Regions from separate parts of the Rattus norvegicus genome. Here region 2 is linked to region 1. The links are chromatin contacts, called in public Hi-C maps. All regions are on one chromosome and are shown on one strand. The core of a region is the stretch at or near the end of the contact, and the rest is flanking DNA. Distances in the headings are between cores, read along the strand shown.

What was found. A called contact is a pair of places that touch in the nucleus more often than the background predicts.
Region 2: a Hi-C map of prefrontal cortex shows a contact between it and region 1, with 4 times the contacts expected there. The contact joins two enhancer-like sites. A contact is called at or near these places in 6 of 12 Hi-C or Micro-C datasets (Schwann cells, frontal cortex, kidney and 3 more).

The regions. Positions count from the first base shown.
Region 1 is chr6:125,434,320-125,441,193 of GRCr8, forward strand. It overlaps Ttc7b (tetratricopeptide repeat domain 7B), which reads right to left. Exons shown (of 22, transcript NM_001401371.1): 6 at 470-548. Among named protein-coding and RNA genes, the nearest start is that of Ttc7b, 91 kb to the right of the region's middle. Within about 2 kb of position 3,517, at least 19 of the 93 cell types and tissues checked have an H3K27ac peak or open chromatin away from gene starts, as enhancers often do.
Region 2 is chr6:125,484,103-125,490,976 of GRCr8, forward strand. The region is part of intron 3 of Ttc7b (tetratricopeptide repeat domain 7B); the gene reads right to left. Among named protein-coding and RNA genes, the nearest start is that of Ttc7b, 41 kb to the right of the region's middle. Within about 2 kb of position 3,594, at least 37 of the 93 cell types and tissues checked have an H3K27ac peak or open chromatin away from gene starts, as enhancers often do.

The DNA of each region.
Region 1 (6,874 bases), core at 2,267-4,766:
AATCATAACACCCCAAATACCTATCAACTGAAAAAGAACGGGTGAATAAAATGTGGCAGACTCAGAGAGTAGAATGCTATTTAGCAATGAAAAGAAAGTACTGAGGCAATATTGAAGAAGATTCCTAAACACATTAATGCTAAATGAAAGGGACCAGTCACAAAAGACTATACTGTATAACTAACTCTATTAATGTGAAGTGTTCAAGATAGGCAAATCCACAGAAAAGAAATCTAGGTAGTGATTGCCAGGAACTGGGGATGAAAGAATGGGAAGAGACTGCTGCTAAGTTTGGGGTTTCATTGAGGAGTGAGTAGTGTTCTGAAACTAAATATTAAATATGTTGAAACACTGAAATGCACCCTTACAGCAGGTGAATTACCCCACATACAGAGTCATGTGGACATGTGTCATGTAAACACATATGGAAGCCAAGTTCCCAGAGCAGCCTCAGGTCAGACTCACTTACCATTCGCAGGTTTTGTGTTGTCCTCGTCTCCACAGCTCTGAGAAGCTCCCTAAATCTCCCGACTCCTCTTGTCAAGTTCCTGGGGACACACAGAATTGGACAAGGTTTCCATCTGGCATAGTGTTAAGATTAAGTATTTTATACACAGATTTCAGTGCATTTTGTCTATATAAAAGCTGTTTCCTAGAATGCAAGCAGGTGATTATACACATATCAGTCTGGTTATGAGCAACTGTCCTAACACTGATGATGATGATGATGATGATGATGATGATGATGTGTGTGTGTGTGTGTGTGTGTGTGTGTGTGTGTGTGTGTGCACGCATGCGCTTTTTAGACCAAATCAAATTTCCTCAAGGAGACAAAAGCCTAAAACTCAGTTCTGAGGCAAAGAACAAAAGGTAAGACACATCTCACAGGAGTCTATTTTCAAACTCACGGTACCCCAGAGAGGTTCTGGAGTCTGCACCTTCATTTAAAGGGGCAGACAACACTGGGCAGTTACAGACTCAGCAAGGCCCTGCATGCAATGTGGATGAGGCTTCTTGCTGAAAATTCATGAGCAGAAGGAGAAAAAGTACGAAAAAGAAGGGACAGCCTTACTCAATCACTTCTTGTCTTTCAGAACAGAAACCACTGCCTGGTAAGTCCATCTCAGGAGCCCTACAACTCGGAACTGACAAAAAGCAGCAAAGGGCCAAAGGCCTCTGAGAATCACTGTGGACTGACTGGGGCCTGCCTTCCTGTGTTTGATCAGAACACATTCCACTCATCATCCTATGTGGGCCACCAAGACAAGGCTAGCAGAGTACTTCAGTAAGGACAAACCATTCTTCAGAACATCCTGGCCAATATAGCCAGGCTGTACTTGTTCTCTCGGGATGCTGGGTCTGGCCTCTTTGTCTGGGAACACCCCCCAGCCATTTCCTTTACAGTGAGCACTGCCACCATCTATGACATAACTCGGTGATACTTATAACACACTTATTAGAACACATCTCACCTTCCCAAAAAGCCATAAAATGAGTCAGCAGGTGCAAGACTGTCAGCCAGCCTCCGGAGGCTGTGACAGATGATCAAGGCATCTAGCTCTTGTCTGGGTTGCATTTTAATCATGCAAAGGTATGAGATAAAAACGTGTTTCTGTAAGAGGCAAGCACCATGGGAGTGATGGCTTCTCCGAGTTCTCATTCACAACAAAAGCCCAGAACAACTTTAAGATACTGACTGATTGGTCCAATATGTAAATACTCCCCCAGCCCTCACACCCACACAGATGAGATGCTGTTAGCTCAGGAGCTTTGTGGTGGCATAGACAGAGAAGCCTGTGCTCAGGACTCTGAGCAGCACTAAGGAGGTCCATTGGAGACATCAACAAAAATTAGGGGTGGGCCCTGGGACATGCAATCTAATCTGCCTGCCCCTTCACTCGCTTGTATGGGATTCGTGTTCATGGGGAACACTGCTGTGGGGAGGATAAGGGGAGGAAACAGTTGCAGCTCAAAAGGGAGTGACTGTGACAGCTAATTTTATTTCCATATCACCGATTAAATGTCCACTGTGTACATAAGGGGCAGCACTCTGAGTCCTGAAGCAAGGCATTCCTGAGGTGATGTCGCTGTAGGTTCTGGTAGACCACAGAAAGAACTGCTTCGCCATTGTGGAAATTAGACCTTGAACAGCACATCAAAGCTAAATATTATAACTGTGGGAAGGCTACAAATAGGACCTGGTCATTTGGGGCGTCTCCCATGTCCTCTTTGCAGAATGAACTATTTATAGAGTTATAGAAGCAGAGAATTTTCTAGCCAGAAATGATCCAACAGTCTAGCTTACATAGAAGTGAAAGCGTTTGCTCAGGCTCAAAGCCTAGCAAGAGAGCAAGCTGGGAGCTTTCCACCATGTTGTTACCACCGTGAACAAAAGAAGAACATGCTCTACAAAGCAGAGATGGCTTGAGAGGAAAGAACACATGAGTCTGAGAGCTCAGATGTGTATTACTTCACACACACAAATAGCATAAACTCTGTGCTCTGGGGATGACAGCTAATGAGATGCTCCTTAGGTACTGGTTCAAACTGGAAAGCAAACCTATTAAGCCAGGTGGAGCCCTGTGCCTGCTGTTCGCCCTCAGCTAACTGATAATGGTGAGGAAAGAACCCAGTTCCCCTGTCTGGCTGACTGGTCTCTCCCATGCAGGACGGAGGCCCTCTGCTGGAGGAACACACACATCTTCAGGTAGACGGGGGCTGAGCCGGATGAGAGAGATCAGCGAGAGGTACTGGCTCCTGAGAAGACTCTGGAGTGAGTTCAAGCTGGCTCCAGGTCTTCCCACCTTGTTCCTGGACTGTGTTCAGGGTTCAGAATCAAGCTCTCCTCAGCTCAAAAGAATTCTGCTTCTAAACAAAAAGTCCAGGGCACTGCAGAGTGGAGCAGGCCTGGGGCTGTGTGGGCTGGGCATGGGAGTGTGGCATCCCAGGACAGCAGGGAAGGAATGGCACATTTTAAATACTAGGAAAAGTCACAAGCACCCTAATTACCAAGTTCTTCAGTTCTCACCAAATATTCTATAACAAACATTTTAAAGTCACATATTGCTCAATCACTTCCTATTTGCCACTGAACGGAAAAAACACTAAATGTTTAATCATGGTGGCAAGGAAGAAAAAGGAAATTACATTCTAAATGCCACGAAATTGTCCAGTATGAGGAAAATGAACAAAACCCACATGACTGAGTATATATTTCTAAACTATCGGTTTGTTCCTAAAATGCTGAGGCCCATTACATACCTAGAACAAACTTGCTTAAAGTTTCCACGCTAAGCTGAAAATCAGAGTGCCAAGGAATTCCCCGGGTTCTGAGGGTTTCCACAGACTCCTGACAGGAGGTCATTTACTCCTTCTCAACGCCCTTGACTGAGATGGCGCAATGATGTCAGAATTCATTACGGTAAGGTTTTTGCCAGAATCAAGCAGCACACGCTCTGGCAAGATGTCAGAACTTGGGTCATCTCCTGCACTTTGCTTCCTCAAGCTTCCTGTGCTGGGCGTGTTTCTCTCAGGCCGGAGCAGCTCCAACATTCAGCTAAGACCAGGAGGAAAGGGCCTGCAGTCTTCAGGACCAGCTCGTGCTCAGCCAACTGGAGGCCACTCCACTGCGGCTCCCTGTACCACTGCTGTGCCCAGTCCAACAGGCAGAGCTGGCAGTGTCCCTCAGCCTATGCTTGGTCAACTCACCTCTCTTCACAATGGGGTCAGCCTCCTCTACCCTTCACCCACTCCCTGTCTTCTCGCCCCCTTCTCTGTCTGCTTTTGTTGTTGTTCTCTAGAATCTCGCCCTCCAGGCTTGACCCCCTGTGAGTCAGTGCTAGCCCCACAGTTGTCTGTACAACTGAGAAGGTTCCAGCCCTCCCTCCTTTTATTTTCAATTTTTAAATTAAATATTAAGTTAACATATAAGTAATGGGTTTCATCGTGGCATTTCATAAATACGTCATTATTCCTTATTCTCATGGCTCCTCTTACCTACCCATCCTCCCCTTCCTCCTCTGCCTGATCCCTTCCCTCTCCCTTCTTCCCCCTCTCAGAGTCCCCCTTCCACTTTCATCTCTGACTCACATTCTCTCTCTGTCCCTCCCTACCTCCCTCAAACGTCTCCTGTTGTTCTTCACAACTGAATATCTATTTTCATTATATATCACTCTGCTGAAGAAGATCTAGGCTGGTTACACATCTATTCAGTTCAACAGCCCATTCACTGGCAGGATGAGTGGGAGAGTGGGGGTCATTTTTTACAGTTCTTTATGTATCCTACCTATTAGTCCCCATCTAATGTTTATTTGGCATAAATAGACCCCAATCTGTGGTCTGTCTTAACTCTGGTGATTGCTTCCTTTGCTATGAAGAAGCTTTTTAACTCATGCAACCCTACTTGTCAATTCCTTAAAATTATTTCCTATGCTATGGGAGGTCTTCTGCAGAATGCTCCATGTCAATATTTGAAGTGTCCCTGCAGTCTCAATGCCCCATTCTTACATTAAGATCTTCATCACTGCCACAGGCCCAGCTCCCAATGCAGCTCTGAAGCAGCTTTTTCCAGCACTGAGCTCCAAATTCACATCGTTAGCATAAGCTTGAGCTGGCACAAATCTTGTTTTACAACTCTGAACAGTTACAGCTCTTTGGTATAATCCCCTGTGTCCTATCCAACAAGAGGGAGGTGCACTCTGAAAAGAGCCAGAGCTCCAACCTCAGCTCCTCACAGAAAGCTAAGGCTGACATGGTGAGAGTACGTGAGGACATTTCTGCCTCCGAGGGCCTAACAAGGTCAAATTTAGCATGCTTTCCTTTCTTACCCTTTCATTTCCTAGAAGACATAGAAAAAGAAAATTTCTCTCCTTCACCATGCAGTGTGTGTGTGTGTATGTATGTATTATATGTGAGTGTTTTGCCTGCACGTATGTAAGTGTACCCCGTGTACGCAGTGCCCACAGAGGTCAGAAGAAGGCATCAGATACCATGGAACAGTGAGCTGTCATGTGGGTCCTGAGAACTGAACCCAGGTCCTCTGCAAGAGCAGCCAGTGCTATCTTAACCCCTAACCATGTACTTCTAAATTTTCTACTGACTTCCAAGTTTGGCTCAGGACAGTAATATAAATTCAGTTGTCATGAAAACTTTGTGTTGCAAATAGGAGTCTTCATACTTGATGTGAACCCTCTGTACTGGTTAAGGGAAGGGGAGCCAGGCTTCCAGAGTAAACACAATTTCAATTTCTCTTTGGTCGAAATTTTCTAAGCAAAAATCAATTATAAGACGAGTCAACCAATGCATGTCTTGAGCCAAGAAGTGGCTTGACTTTTTCCAGTCTCTTTCTTACGGACAGGCCCTGAGCTGCACAAGCAGTTGGTTGTTTCAACCAGTTGAGCATTTTCCTATCAGGTTAGCAGGTCCCCGAGGATGCTCCAGAGAACAGAGTGTGCCTTCCCTCACACACTGTAAGAACAGCAACAGCAGCCAGCTGACTGGGTGTCTGCTTAAACACTAGGAGCCAAATGACCAAACCCATGGAAGGTGCGCTTTCCTGCCTCTTTGCCCCTCTCCCCCATCACTAAGCCTCGGCTGGCAGACAGTGCAGTGACGTACCCTCCTAACACCTGGGACAGAGCTCTGAGTAGCATGGAGGCCAAGCAGGCTTTCCTCCCACACCACAACATCTACTGTCAGGATTCTAAAGCTAACAAGTTTCAGAGACATGTACATGTGAAGGTTTGGAGGGGGGAAACACGTGCAGGTAGTTTAAAAAACCCTGTCTATGCTTGTACCTCCACATGTTTCTCTTGGTGTCAAGAGTCCAAGGGACCAAAGCTAAGGTTTCACTTGGATGTTTCCTAACCTCCTTTCCAAGCAGCAAGTGTTGCTTCCTGGGGGGATCCCAGCAAGGCTGCAAACACTCCTAGCAGGACTAGCCACAATTAGCTCACCAGACAAACTCTGCACCTTGAGGGCCAAGTCTGGTTTCTTTGTTTATTTGTTTGTTTTTAGTATCTACTTCTCCTGGTCTCAGCAGCCTCACAGAGCTGGCAGGACGCCAGCTGCGAGCCAGCGAGCAGGAGATCCTCAGGAAAGAAAAGAGGGAGCAGGAGCCTGCATTCTGAAATCTCTTTCCCTTTCAGTTTTTATGACTACCAGGGAACAGCTAGAGCAGATTCTCACACAGAAGGACAGACCCACCCCCACCGTGGACGCTGTCAACAGGAACACTAGAATGTACCATTTATCTCCTTGAGGTCAATAGCCCCTAGTTCCCAGCTTGAGAATCCTGCTTCTTCTTCACGACTATAACCCTTGGCTTCATCTGTCCTGAAAACGTGTGACATCAGAAGTAGCTTCCCGGTACCAAAGGATACTCAGGTTTCCCAGAGCAAAGCCTAGCTTCTCCCTCTGAACATACTCTTTGCCTCAGATCCAGTGACATGCATTTGTGAAGACAGATGGCCTCTGTAGTCAGGGGCCAGGGATCAAACCCACAACCTTGGCCTCATTAGCAAAGGGCTCTACAGAGCAAGCCAGCTGCAGCCTAGATATAGCAATGGAGGGTGTGACAGCCACGACAAACGGGGATGTGAACAAGCTCGCCAGGCTTCTGATGTCTCATCTCAACCTAATGAGAGTTGTAGTAGGCTTAACAACATTTTTTGGATGACTCCACCAACAGAGGCTTCCTCATGACAAATGTGAAGTAAAGTGTGTAACTGGTCAGCTGGCCAGGCAGCCTGAGGGAACAGGAACACATCATACCAGACCCAGATGGTGGCTTCTAGGAGTTCATATCACACGGGCCAGGTACAGATCGCATATCATAGGGACATAAAGGAATCCATTCAACAGGTATGCGAAAGGA
Region 2 (6,874 bases), core at 2,344-4,843, 50 kb after region 1:
CGAATTACTTCTAGACTCAGCATATCCTTCTTAGGAGTTAAATACATGTATACACACATAGGCGCGCGCGCACACACACACACACACACACACACACACACACACACACACCCTCAGAAGTGAAGCCAATCCTGGACTGACATTTACCTGCTAGAGTAAACACTTTCAGTGATTATTTCCTCTCACTCTATAATTCTGCACGCAAATGAGATGCTAATTCAACCTGAAATACTCATGAAATGAGAGCTTGTGATTCGAATGCATGCTTTAACGACTCCAGTTAATAACCACATATCAACATGTATTTAACACATAGCAAACATAACAGGTGTTGAAAGCTACTCACCAATTACCTGAGAGCTTCATGACAGAGGACTGGACCTGGGGCTGTTAAGTAACTCACCTATGATGATGCAAAAAAGGGCAGAGCTGGGATCCAGCCAGCCAGTCGGGGTCCACAGCTGTGGTTTTCATTACACCCTGTAATGTCACCGTGCCTTAGCCTACAGCTATGATAGCCAAGAATTCGGGTTGTGAAGCCACGCTTCTTTGACCATTATACATGGCTGAATGCTAAATGGGAGGCAGAGGCAGACAGCTTGCTGTGAGTTCAAGGCCAGTCTGGTGTACAGAGCCAGATCCGTGACAGACAGGGCTACACAGAGAAACCTTGTCTTGAAAAGGAAAGAAAAGAAAAGGAAAGGAAAGGAAAGGAAAGGAAAGGAAAGGAAAGAAAAGGAAGGAAGAGAAGAGAAAGGAAGGAGAGAGAAGAGGAGAGGAGAGGAGAGGAGAGGAGAGGAGAGGAGAGGAGAGGAGAGGAGAGGAGAGGAGAGGAGAGGAGAGGAGAGGAGAGGAGCAAAGCTAAAGATGTGATGAAAACAGTGCCTGGCACGTGGTAAGTCCCCAAGAGCCTGTATGTAAATCAACACGCCTGATGCTTATTACCTTATCACTATTGCCTTTAGGTAACAGTAGCTGGAAAGACTCCAAGTGTGAGAATTATATGAATTTTCTCTGATTTTATCTATTTTTAAGCAAAGCTTTACTGAATACTGCAATACTACACAATTATTATTAGTTAGTGTATAGCTAGTGGAACAGCTAACCCCAGGGCCTTATCATCACTCCTGAAGGAAGCCCCGTCAGCAGCCCTTTCCCAGGCTACCCCTTTCCTCAGACCCTGGAGCCCACTCACTCAGTCTCTGCCTCCATAGATTGGCCGTTTCTCCGCAGTTCATAGGACAGAATCGTATAGGATGCGATCTTCTGTGCCTGGCTAGATTTATAAAATGTTTTCTAGGTTTACAATTATTTAGCAAGTAGTTGAGCTTTCTTGCTTTTTAAATTGAAGAAGTGCACAGGCATAAGATTAGCTGCTCACAAGCTGCATTTGGTATGATATTGTATGGCTACTATTCTGTATTTCAAAACTTTATTCCTTATGATTGCCAAATAATATTCCACTGGGAGGAAATGCTTCATTTTTAAAAATCCATTAATAGATGAATGAATTCTGGAGGTTTCCCACTTCTTGTATAGTTGAGGAGTCTGCCACAAGCCTTCATGGCACCCTCTCCTAAGAGCCTATGCTTTAGTTTTCTTGGCTGCACAGAAAGGCCTGGAACTAGTGGATCATGTGGGTAACTGTTGTGCTTTGTTCTTAAGTTTTGTTTGAAAAACATCACACCTGCCTAACCATAATCTTCTGGAAGAATTCTCAAGTAGAAGAGGAGGTGTAGGGGCAGATGGGACTCTGAGCAGACATCTGGCTTTGAACCCTTGCTTCTAAGCACGATCGCCCTGTGAGTCAGGAGCATGCTGTCTAACATCTTGGAGCCTCTTTCTCCTTGTCACGAAAACGTGCAGAGTGACTGTGCCAGTGACAGTGCCAGGGCCTGGCATACAGAAACACTGAGCCAATAGTCACCACCCTCATTAGCAGGCATCTTCCTGGTACCAATGACAATTCTCTTCCTTTTTTTTTTTTTTTTTCCTGTAAGAGAGATCTAAAAATACAGGAAAGCCTCAAACAGAAAGCAACCGTCACCCGCATTCCAGTTCCTCAGAGTTAATCCCCACCAGCACAGCCTCAGACTCTATCCCGAGTGTGATGATGCCCTGTCCCTATCACTGTGGTCTTGGCTCATTTGCTCCCAGAGAAGAGAAGACACATCCCACTAGGACTCTGCAGTACAAATGGAACCCCTGTCCCAGCCTACTAAAGCAAGGGTGACAGTGATCAGGGGACATAAGCAACTGTCCTTGCCTCACTGTATGAAACCCCAGTGGGCAGCAACTAGGTGTGGAGCTGGGATGGACTTCTCAGAAGAGCCACTTGTATAGAATAAAGAAGCTAGTCTTCAAATAATGTAAAAAAAAAAAAAAAAAAAAAAAAAGGCAGCAGCAGACATAGTGTCCCTGAAGACTTGGGGACAGGACAGGCAGGTAAGATGGCCAACCAGCCAAGGCACCTAAGCCTAACCTTGTAACCTGAGCTTGATCCCTGGAATCTCTATGGTGGAAGGAGAGAACCGACTCCTGCAAACCGCCCTCTGTCTTCCACACTCCACATGTACACACAGACACTAAATAAACAAACATATATAACTTTTAAAGTTTAAAAAATGATTCAGAATAGACACCTCTGCAGACTGTCACTTAAAGCACTGTCTTAAAGCCTTCTAAGGAGTCTCTGAATTCCTACTGCCTCCAAAAGGAAAACCAATGAGAGTCGACCAACACAAACAACATAAAATATGAATGTGGGTCAACAGCAGTAAAAGGCCTATGCTCTTCTTACAGCATCTAAATATAAACAGGAAGCCCTGGCCAGCAATCCGAGATGCCTGGCCCATTCCATACAGCATGCGACCTCCTACCATAGCACAGCCATGACCTCTAGAGCAGAAAGGGTGGGGGAGATCAAAGATGTACAGTTTGCTAGCAGCTCTCCATACCAACAAGGCCAGACAGCATCCCCCACCCACCACACACAAGTCCTATTCCTCACAGTCTGAGCTTCCCTTCCACCATAGCAAAATTGGCACACAGGAGCTCTGCAGTGACCTACTTCTGACATCAGTACCCACCACACATGGAGTTCTCCAGAAAGCTACTTTTCCCCCTCACCATCCAAAGTGATCCCAAAGCTTCAAATGCAGAACGAGGCTTCTTAAAGAAAAACAATGGGGCCTCTATGGTTCCCCCTGTCCTCTCTAGAAATAGAGAAGCATAAGCGGGGGTGGGGGGGGTAGGGGTGGGGGTTGTGTCCCGGATCTCTCTCAGAGGGTATTAGCAGGGCCTTCCCTGATTCCTGAGCTTTCTACTTCAATAGTTACTTGGGACACAGACCACAAAAGATCAGAGAACTGTCTTGTTCTAGATCTCACCTAGAAGGTCATGCTCATTTGCAAACACAATTCCTAAAGCTTGAGACATGATTCTGTCACTTCAAAGAACCTGTCAAGCAACCCTTGAGCTTCCGCATTGGGCATCCTTACTAGCACTTTCACCCAGGAGGAATCAGGGCACAGCTCCCGCTAATGTTCTCATACCCAGGCATATGCTTCCTTTCCCTTTTCAAAGGTCGCTGTGTACACTCTTTGCTAAAGCAGTCCCAGGCACTTGAGACAGGCTGAAAAGCCTGGGTGTGACCGGGCTGAACAAAGACAGGCTGTGGAGCTTCCTCCTAGAGAGTGTTGGGCGTTCCCGGACCCTCCTCACTAAGTTCCGGTTAACAAAGCAGCCCGAGTAGCTCAGTATTCTCCTTGCATCTCTGAACTCCCCTTTAAAAAAGCAATGGCCCCAGTCTCGGAGACTGCAAATACCAACTCGGCCTGTAGGGACACTATGTCACCCTGCCTTGTGGCGGGGTGGGGACTGTAAGGTATTAATATACAAATGACAAAATAAAAAGTTAGGTGTGAGATGCACCTGGGAAGGAGCAACTGCGCATGCGCTAAAGTGGTTCCCGTCTGGATCTTGACGGGGTTCCTGCGACCCCTGGTGGCAGCTGCTCCCCTACTGCAGAACGACCTCTGACCCCTGCAAAAAGTCCGGATCCTGACAGATGTGAAAGCCACCGCTTTCGGTTTATCATCTTGCTATATAGTTCTGGGTTCTAGAGTTTTAACGAGTCCAGAACTTCAGAGTGTCCGCGATATGCTTAAACAAAAACGTCTGAGGGCTGGTTGTGCTGTTTAGTAAAGGCTGTCTGTCCATAACCTCCTGCAGATCTATACTGGTTCTAAGAGCTGCTGCTCAAATCACCTCAAGGCAACCAGGATCAACCTCTGTCACTCAGGGTGTGCAATCTCGCGGTGACACAACAGTGAGGAGGTGAAGTGATGATCTGCCCACCCGCTCTCTTTAACATTTCTTTTTTTTTTCGGAGCTGAGGACCGAACCCAGGGCCTTGCGCTTGCCTAGCAAGCGCTCTACCACTGAGCCAAATCTCCAACCCCCACCCGCTCTCTTAAACGGGGACCCTATCCATGCTTGTCCCTCGGGTAGCAGGGGTCACGGGGAATAAGGGGCAAGTGCTTGGGACATGTTTAGGATGATTACCAGCTGTAATCATCACCAATAATTTAGTACTACGTATCCAGCAGTCCCTACATAACCTGAGGCCTCTCTGCACAGAAGTTACCGCCTCTGATTGGTGCTGGGCAAGGCACAGGGCAAGACATCCAGCTAAAGTGGGACTCTGCTTCCCGCTCCCCCTGCTCTGCACTCTCCCCAGCCCACTGTGGACAGCTACACCCTGTGCCACACTGCAACACCTCGATTTCTACAGAACAGTCTGTGCTCTGCTCCCGCCCCCAAGAGAGCTCAGAGCTTTCCAAATATGGGTGTGTGTGTTTTCTTCTTCATTTCCAAAGCATCATGAATATCTGGGGGAAGAAAATGAGCACTAGACATGGTTTGGCAGCCACAGGAGACTAGGAGAGGTTGTGACCAAGCAAGGCCTGCACTCAGGATCCAATCAGTCAAAACACAAGAGCCAGGCCAGGTGACAGCCCACATCAGACTCTGCGATTCCAGGCCCTTAGGAGATCCTAGGAGGGACCTGACTGCCTTACATTACAGAGGCTCTTCAGCCAAACAGATTGGAGGTAGTCCATAGACCCAAAGGTGAGTGTCAGCACGAGAGGAGCTACAGACAAGGTAGTGTGCTTCAAAGCATGCCCTTGACCACATCTATATTCATCAAAATAGGCAGCATTTCAAACACTGAAGATCCCTCACCTCTGACTTAATTTTATCGGAATAGGCCCCTCAGCAGTTGTGCACCTGCATGCCCGGTAAGGCTTTAACAAACAGTCTTGTGCAGACAGCCTGTGAGGCAGCTCTACCGCCGATCTAGTACAGGAGGCCAGGCAAGCAGTGTAGACATGCCACGGCGTCAATGTCCAGCCTGGACCATGTGCCCGTGTGTTTGCTAATCACACGAAGTCACATAACTATGGAAAGGCAAGTGACGGGAGTGAAATAATTAAACCAGAGCAGAATGACAAGCCACACTGTGCTAACTATAACTAGAGGTGGGGTCAGCGGACGGCGGGTAGGGTCTGCAGGCAACAACTGTGTCACTGAGGGTGGACCCAGCTAAGGGACGAGAGAATAGCGCCACATTGGAAGAAGGCAAACCCAGTTAGGGAGTGGGCTGGGAAGAGGTGAGTGGGTAGGCAGGCAGCCTGGAGAAGAGGGTGGGTAGGACACAGCAGGATATGTGGTCAGCCTGGCCATCTGGGAGCTGTCCACAACTCTAGAAGGAAAAAAAAAGTGTGCCTACGTTTAGCAGAAAACTCACTGAGAACCCAAGCTTGGAGCATAGGGAAACTCTTACTTTACTGTGGATTTTCCATGGTCCATTTTTAATTTCAGCTTCACTTGTCCTGACACTCGGGTTGCTGTCTAGCTGCTGGCTTTATCATATGTGGACATCACCTGCCACAGTAGGAAACACACAGAGGGAACGTTTCCTGTCACTCGGACCTCTTTCCCGAGAGCAGAGCTCCACGGAGGACCCTACCTACACATAACCCTGTTCCCACCTGGGAGCGCCAGGATCAGCCCTGTTCTTCTCCTTCACCGTGGCGCTCCACCTTATCTGCAGAGAATCCTTTAGTCCTGACCAACAAACTAGTACCCTAGAAACCCCTGTAGGCCAAGCAGATCCCCAGGAGAGCACGCCTAGGTGATCAGAATTCATCACTTTAGCTCCAGCCCCATAGCTTCCTTAAGGTCCAGGAAAACCTCGTCCTGTGATGCTCCCCGCCGGTTCCCTCTTCCCTTGCCTCACCAGCCCCTTACACACATACGGCTTGACCCCACTGCCTGCAGCCTCTCTTTCAAACACCTCCCTGTTCTGTGTCTGCCCTGGCCTTGGTACAGCCTCTATACTTGGAATCTAGGCTTTGGCTGTCTCACTATAGCAGTTAGGACCAATGAGGACAGAGGAAGCATGCTAGTCTTTGAAATGAAAGGAATTTAATGCTTGGAACTGTCTGCATAAGAGATGAAAGATGAAGAAGAAAAGCGACATGGTTACCCACCCACCCCGGATTCTAGCATCAGCAGGAAGCTGCTGCCATCACAAAAGCTGGAAAGGCCAGGGAGAGGAGGTGGAGTTGAAAGGGCCCAGAAACTGGGGTCATTGTGTGGGAGTTAAACAGAGAAGGACATTTCATTTGTCAGGAGCTGGACATACTGTGACTTTTCTCTCATCCTACCCCATGCCTTCCAGCAGTGCCTTCTGGTGGCCAAAGCCGGGCGCAAGTCAACTGATTAGCCCTGGGAAACAGCCTGTAGAAGTGAGAGCCTTGAGAGGCAGAACACAGAGGAAGGGTCAGTTCACAGCTTCCACAAGCCT